Regions from separate parts of the Mus musculus genome. Here region 1 is linked to region 2. Evidence: chromatin contacts called from public Hi-C data. All regions are on one chromosome and are shown on one strand. Each heading gives the region's core, a stretch centred on a gene start, on an enhancer-like site or on the middle of the called end of the contact. The rest is flanking DNA. Distances are from core to core; before and after follow the strand shown.

Region 1 (2,700 bases), core at 12-2,511, 5.8 Mb after region 2:
CTTGATTTGTAGACCAGGCTGACCTGGAACTCAGGGATCCACCTGCCTCTACCAACTGAGTACTGGGATTAAAGGTATGTGCTGCCATGCCCTGCTATATACAGACTTTTTTTTTTTTTTTTGTCCACTCATCTACTGGTAGACACTTAGGCTGAGTCTATGATTTATTGTGCATATCAGTAAGTATGTGAATTACAGGTATGTCTATAGTAAACTGACTTTGACTCTTGGAAGTGTGCACCAGAACTGGTGTAGCTGGGTTGTATAACAGTTCTAACTAATTGTGAGGGGAGTCTTTATTCTGATTTCTGTAATGGATGAACTAATAATTTAGTTTCCCATCAGCAGAACATCACTTCTCCCTAGTATGGCTGCTATTAAAAAATTGCTCGTGTGGCTCACGTTTTTATTGGACAATATTAGGCTAAGAAGGGCCTAAAGGTTAGGAATAAAATGCACTCGGGGTGTGTGTGTGTGTGTGTGTGTGTGTGTGTGTTGTTCCTTTGATTGTTGTCGTTTTGACACACGGTCTCATTATGTAGTGCAGGTTGCTCTTGAGTTCAAGATCTTCAAGTCTTGGCCACCGCAGTGTGCCCAGGAAAAGGCAAAGGAGGAATGGGCAGGCTTTAAGTCAATCGCGTTCAACCAAAAGTAACAGAGTCTAGGTGGCTTGCTCCAGGATACCCTTCGTATGCAAGGAATCATACACACTTAAAGTCAAGTTTCCTTGACTCAGACCAACTATCTTATCTTTGGTCTGTCAAAGGGATGAAGGGCGAGTGGCCTGGGCATGAGGTTGGACGAGGTACAGAGCTGAGTGTCTGGGAAGCACCATTAACCTGGTTACAGACACTCCTAGCAAGAGACAACAAAGCCTCACCACTGTTTCCCCTAATAAGGCAGACCAACTTTATGAAAGGATTAAGTATCAAACTGGCGCTATTTCGTGAAAGCAATCGTTTCCTGAGAAATCTTCAAGAATATCGTAGATAATTTAAAAAAACGGTTAAGGAGCAGCCAAATTGCGGGACTCTCTCGAGCTCCTGGAGGTACACTGACCCTCTGGGGTCTGTCATCTTTTCATCAATTTTAGATCTTTGGGAGATAGATCGGCAGGGTCCTGAATTGTTCGGCCTAGACACGCGAACGTCGCCCTCTGGTGGCGAGATTCGGAAGGGGGCGGGGAGGGTGCCCGCGAGTTAGCGCGCGCAGACGCAGTTGAGTCCCGGCGGCGGTTCAGGCCGGAAGTGGTTACACCTGAGATCACTTCCGGCGGGTGACGGTGCGGACGGGTCAGGAGCGTAGAGGCGGCGGCAAAATGGCGGCGCCTGAGGAGCAGGATCTAACTCAGGAGCAGACCGAGAAGCTGCTGCAGTTTCAGGTAGCAGCGAGTTCTCGGTGCAGCCCAGGCCGCCGCGGGATGGGGAGTGGGACCCTAGAGGAGCGCAAAACCATCCTCAGGTTGGGGTTGGGACCAGTTTCAAACCCGCAGGCGGCCCCCTCCCCCCCAGACGCCAACTGCCCGGATTTCCCCGGCGCCCAACCTCTGTGGGTCCTCAGCCTTCCAGCCACCTCTGCTAGCCGGGCTCGACCACAGTGGGTCAGCTGCCTTGATTTCCCGTAGCGTCGCTGGTCTGCAATCCTTGCCGGCCTGATTAACCCGCCAGACCCTCTCCGCCCATCGATTGGTGGGGATGTGCTAGAGATAACTCAGATCCCCAATCGCAGAGTTGGCATCAGCTTGCAGGGCTGGACCGCAGACCACCACCATCCCATGTTATTCACCGACGCTTGCTGGGGGTCTCTCGGTGGTCCCTAGGGCTCGTGTTGGGTGGTTGTAGTGGGGAAAAGAAGCGCCCACACACAGACCTGGCACCTGCCCTAGAAATGTGGGAGGACGCCTCTGGAGGAAACAATGTAACATGAAGTATCATCGAAGGCCTCTGACTGGATTTGTTGCCCTTCGGCTTGCTCCTGAACGGCTGACTCTGCTTGAGGAGGGTGGCAACCTGCAGGACCCGCCCCATTAAGTGGATGTTTCTGGTTTTGTTTTGTTTTGTTTTAAAAAAAAAAAGGCTCTAAGCACTTTAATCAGGTGGAGGGTCTGGTGGGAGGATGCCACCCGGGTGGTGGTAACCATGGCATTAGCCGTATCCTTAGTTCTTACATATAACTTCAAAATGTCTATTCCCTTGCGGATGTTTTAGGAGGTAAACTGAGTTTATGGGTGTTACACGGTATTTAGAAGACTTTGGGGCCGGGCAGTGGTGGCGCACGCCTTTAATCCCAGTACTCGGGAGGCAGAGGCAGGGGGATTTCTGAGTTCGAGGCCAGCCTGGTCTACAGAGTGAGTTCCAGGACAGCCAGGGCTACACAGAGAAACCCTGTCTCGAAAAAACAAAAAACAAAAAAAAAAAAAACAAAAAAAAAAAAAGAAGAAGAAGACAACTTTGTAAACTGTAAAATGTGCCTAAACAGTTGTTACTATTAATAATCATTTTCCAGATAAATTGAAGTCAATAGAACTCATTTTCTAATAGGAAATGTGCTAAATATTGATTTTTTTTAGCACTTTTTATGCTAAGCCTTAATGCCAGACACCGCCCACTAAATATTTGTGATGTCGTGAGAACTTGACTAAAGCATGTTAGCTTTTTGAATGCACAGCCCTAAAGGGTCCATACTGTAACAGGCCCTGTC
Region 2 (2,700 bases), core at 82-2,581:
AACCACACACCGTTCTCTCCCTCCAGCCTGCTACTCGCTGTTAAAAACTCACACCCAGGGGACAGACAGACCTGTCCAGCTTCAGGCCAGCCCTCTTGAGGCCCAAGCACATCCCACAGGCAAAGTCAAACACAAGAGAACCTGTTGGAGCAGTTTAAGCAGGATGATCACCTCTTTCTCCTCCTCTTACTTCTAAGTAGGAAGGGACTTAGGCTCTTAAAAAGTAGACACAAGGCCAGGTCATGGCCACCGGCAAGGGCCCAGAGGGCGGGTTTAGTATCTCCAAGCTTACCTCTTTCCCTCCTCCCCATCTTCCTTAAAGAGCATAAGGTCATGTCAAAACTGGGGTTCCTCTGCCTGAAGCAGAGAGGAGGGAAATGGGGAGCCGAGCAGGCCAGGAAATGAGCGGCCAAGCCACAACACCCCCACCCCAACACACAGACACTCACGTCGGTCTGTCACTGCACTCCCGCCTAGGCCCGCAGGCCGGCCCGAGCCAGTAGGCACGCGGGGTCCCCGGTGGGGTCCTGCCCGCCAGGACACAGTCCCGAGGGGGTTCCCGGGATCCAGCACAGACGGGGGGCACTGGCCGCTACCTCGCTACCGTTCCCCCGGTCCACCCGAGCCCTGCCAGCTCCGGAGCCCGCCAGTCGCGCCTCTCGGGGGACCCGCGCCGGGCCGCGCGCCCGCCTCTCCCGGCCCGGCCGCCCCGAGCCCGCGCGGGGAAAGTTCCTGCAACTTCGCAGGGGGCTGGCGGCGGGGGCCCCGGGCCTGGGCCTCGTCCGGCTCCTGGCCTCCGCGGCCACTGCGGCCCCGCTGTCAGACGACCGGGTCCCAGCCCCATCGCGGCCGGAGCCCCAACTTCCCCGCGCCCCTCGCCCGCCCCGGCCACGGGCCTCGCTTTGTGCGCGGCGGCCGTACGCCCCCGCCCTGGGCACAAAAGGGCGCGCGGCCCGGCGGCCGAACGCGGCTGCGGTGCCCGGCGGGGCCCGGGGCGCGCGACCAGGGCGCGGGGCTCGGTGGGCCGGGCGGGCCGCGGCGCGCTCACCTGCCGTGGAACCAGTCCTTGCAGGCATCGCACTCGATCATAAAGCGGGTAACGTCGTAGGGCAGCCGGCAGACGCAGTACACGGGCACCGTCGCCATGTTGCCGCGCCGCCGCTCGCCCCGCCGCTGCGCTGCCCGGGTCGGGCCGGGCCGGGCCGGGGGCCGCGCGGCGAGGGCGGCGGGGGCGGCGGGCGCGGGCGCCGCGGCCGGAGCGGACGGGGCCGGGGGCGCTCGGCAGGGCCCGCGCGCGCGCTCGCGGCCGGGCGCGTCCACACAATGCCGGCGCGGGCTGCTGGGGCCGCGCCGGGAGCCGCCCGCCGGGCCGCGGGGCGCAGGGCTGAGAGTGCGCGGGGGGCCCGGCCGCGCGCGGGACACAAAGCGAATGGACGCGCGGGGGCGGCGGGCGGGGAGCCGCGGCCCCACCGAAGGGACCCCCGGCCGCCGAGCGGCCGCTACGTCAGCGCCCCGGGTGGCGCCGCCTCCGCCCGCCGGCCTGGGCCCCGCTCCCGCCGCCGGGAAGGCGGGCCGCGGTAGAAGGTGGGCCGCGGGCCTGGGGGAGCCAGCAGCCGGGCTCGGGGGCACCCCGCGGGAGAGGGTGGCCCCGGGACTCCCAGGGAGACGAGCCGCGGAGCCCCCTGCCCCCGACTACGTGAACACAGTTCGCACAGCCCTGCCTTAGCCAGAAGCAACTCCTTGGCCTTAACTTTCTTCTGACCCCGAAGTGGGATGGACAGGGGGATCTTCCTCCTCTTCCTGGGCCCGGCAGCCTCCCTCCCATCCCGAACTGCGACTGAGTTGCTGGCTTTTGAATAACCTCCCCTTCCCCTTCTTTCTAGCTGGGGGCTGCCTTGCTTCCTCGTACGATCCGGTGAACTTTCCCGATGCTCCGGCAAAAGTCAGGGGACCCGAGAGTGAACTGTTTGTTGTAGGACACAGCTTACCTGGGATTGGTGCCGCCCAGGACCCCTTATTACAACCCATAGACCCACAGACCTTAGGAGCGGAGGACAGTCCAGTGAGTCGCAACTGAGCCACAGGACTGCTGGGGAAGACAAGGGGTTATGTTGTCGCTCTCGCCCCTGCAGTCTTGCTCTGAACTGGCTCCCTGGTCTCACCTGTCCTGCTTAGAGCTTTTTTGTTGGTTGGTTGGTTGGTTGTTTGGTTGGTTGGTGAGATATGAATGAGGGTCCTTCTCTGTCCCCTACCCAGGTCGACCCTGATGAGCAGGGCCATATATTTAGGAAGAAAGCTGTCTGCTAGATCTGCTTCCCCTTTGCCTGTCCCCACACAATACGTGGAGATGCTAGTCTCTGCAGATACATTCCAGAGTTTCAGACCTCTGCTTACCTTGACAAGGCAGAGTCCCAGTTATCCCTGCCCAGAGTGCGGCTGCCAATCAGCTCCATTGCTGGCAACTCAGAGGATAGCCTGTTATGGAATCTGCCCTCAACCAACCCCCACCCTTCCCAAATAGGTAAACCCAGGGCCACAAATCAGGATCCGAACCAGGGCAAGCACTGTGTAACCTAAGGGCACACATGTGGCAGGGGAGATAGGAAATTGGGGCGGGGGGCGCAGACAGGTTACCCCGTCAACCTGTACACAATGAATTCATTTCAAGCTACCTGCCTGAACTCCAGCTGTCCCCTTGGG

Evidence for each region. Hi-C and Micro-C count contacts between places; a contact is called where the count stands out from the background.
Region 1: a Hi-C map of CD4 T cells shows a contact between it and region 2, with 4 times the contacts expected there. The contact joins the promoter of Faf2 here to the promoter of Phf2os1 in region 2. A contact is called at or near these places in 1 of 39 promoter capture datasets (cranial neural crest) and 1 of 484 Hi-C or Micro-C datasets (CD4 T cells).

The regions. Positions count from the first base shown.
Region 1 is chr13:54,620,523-54,623,222 of GRCm38.p6, forward strand. It overlaps Faf2 (Fas associated factor family member 2), which reads left to right and starts at 1,262. Exons shown (of 11, transcript NM_178397.3): 1 at 1,262-1,381. The coding sequence starts at 1,319.
Region 2 is chr13:48,869,620-48,872,319 of GRCm38.p6, forward strand. Phf2os1 (a long non-coding RNA gene) reads left to right here and starts at 1,332. Exons shown (of 2, transcript XR_003950516.1): 1 at 1,332-1,584. It overlaps Phf2 (PHD finger protein 2), which reads right to left and starts at 1,266. Exons shown (of 22, transcript NM_011078.3): 1 at 1,049-1,266. The coding sequence starts at 1,146.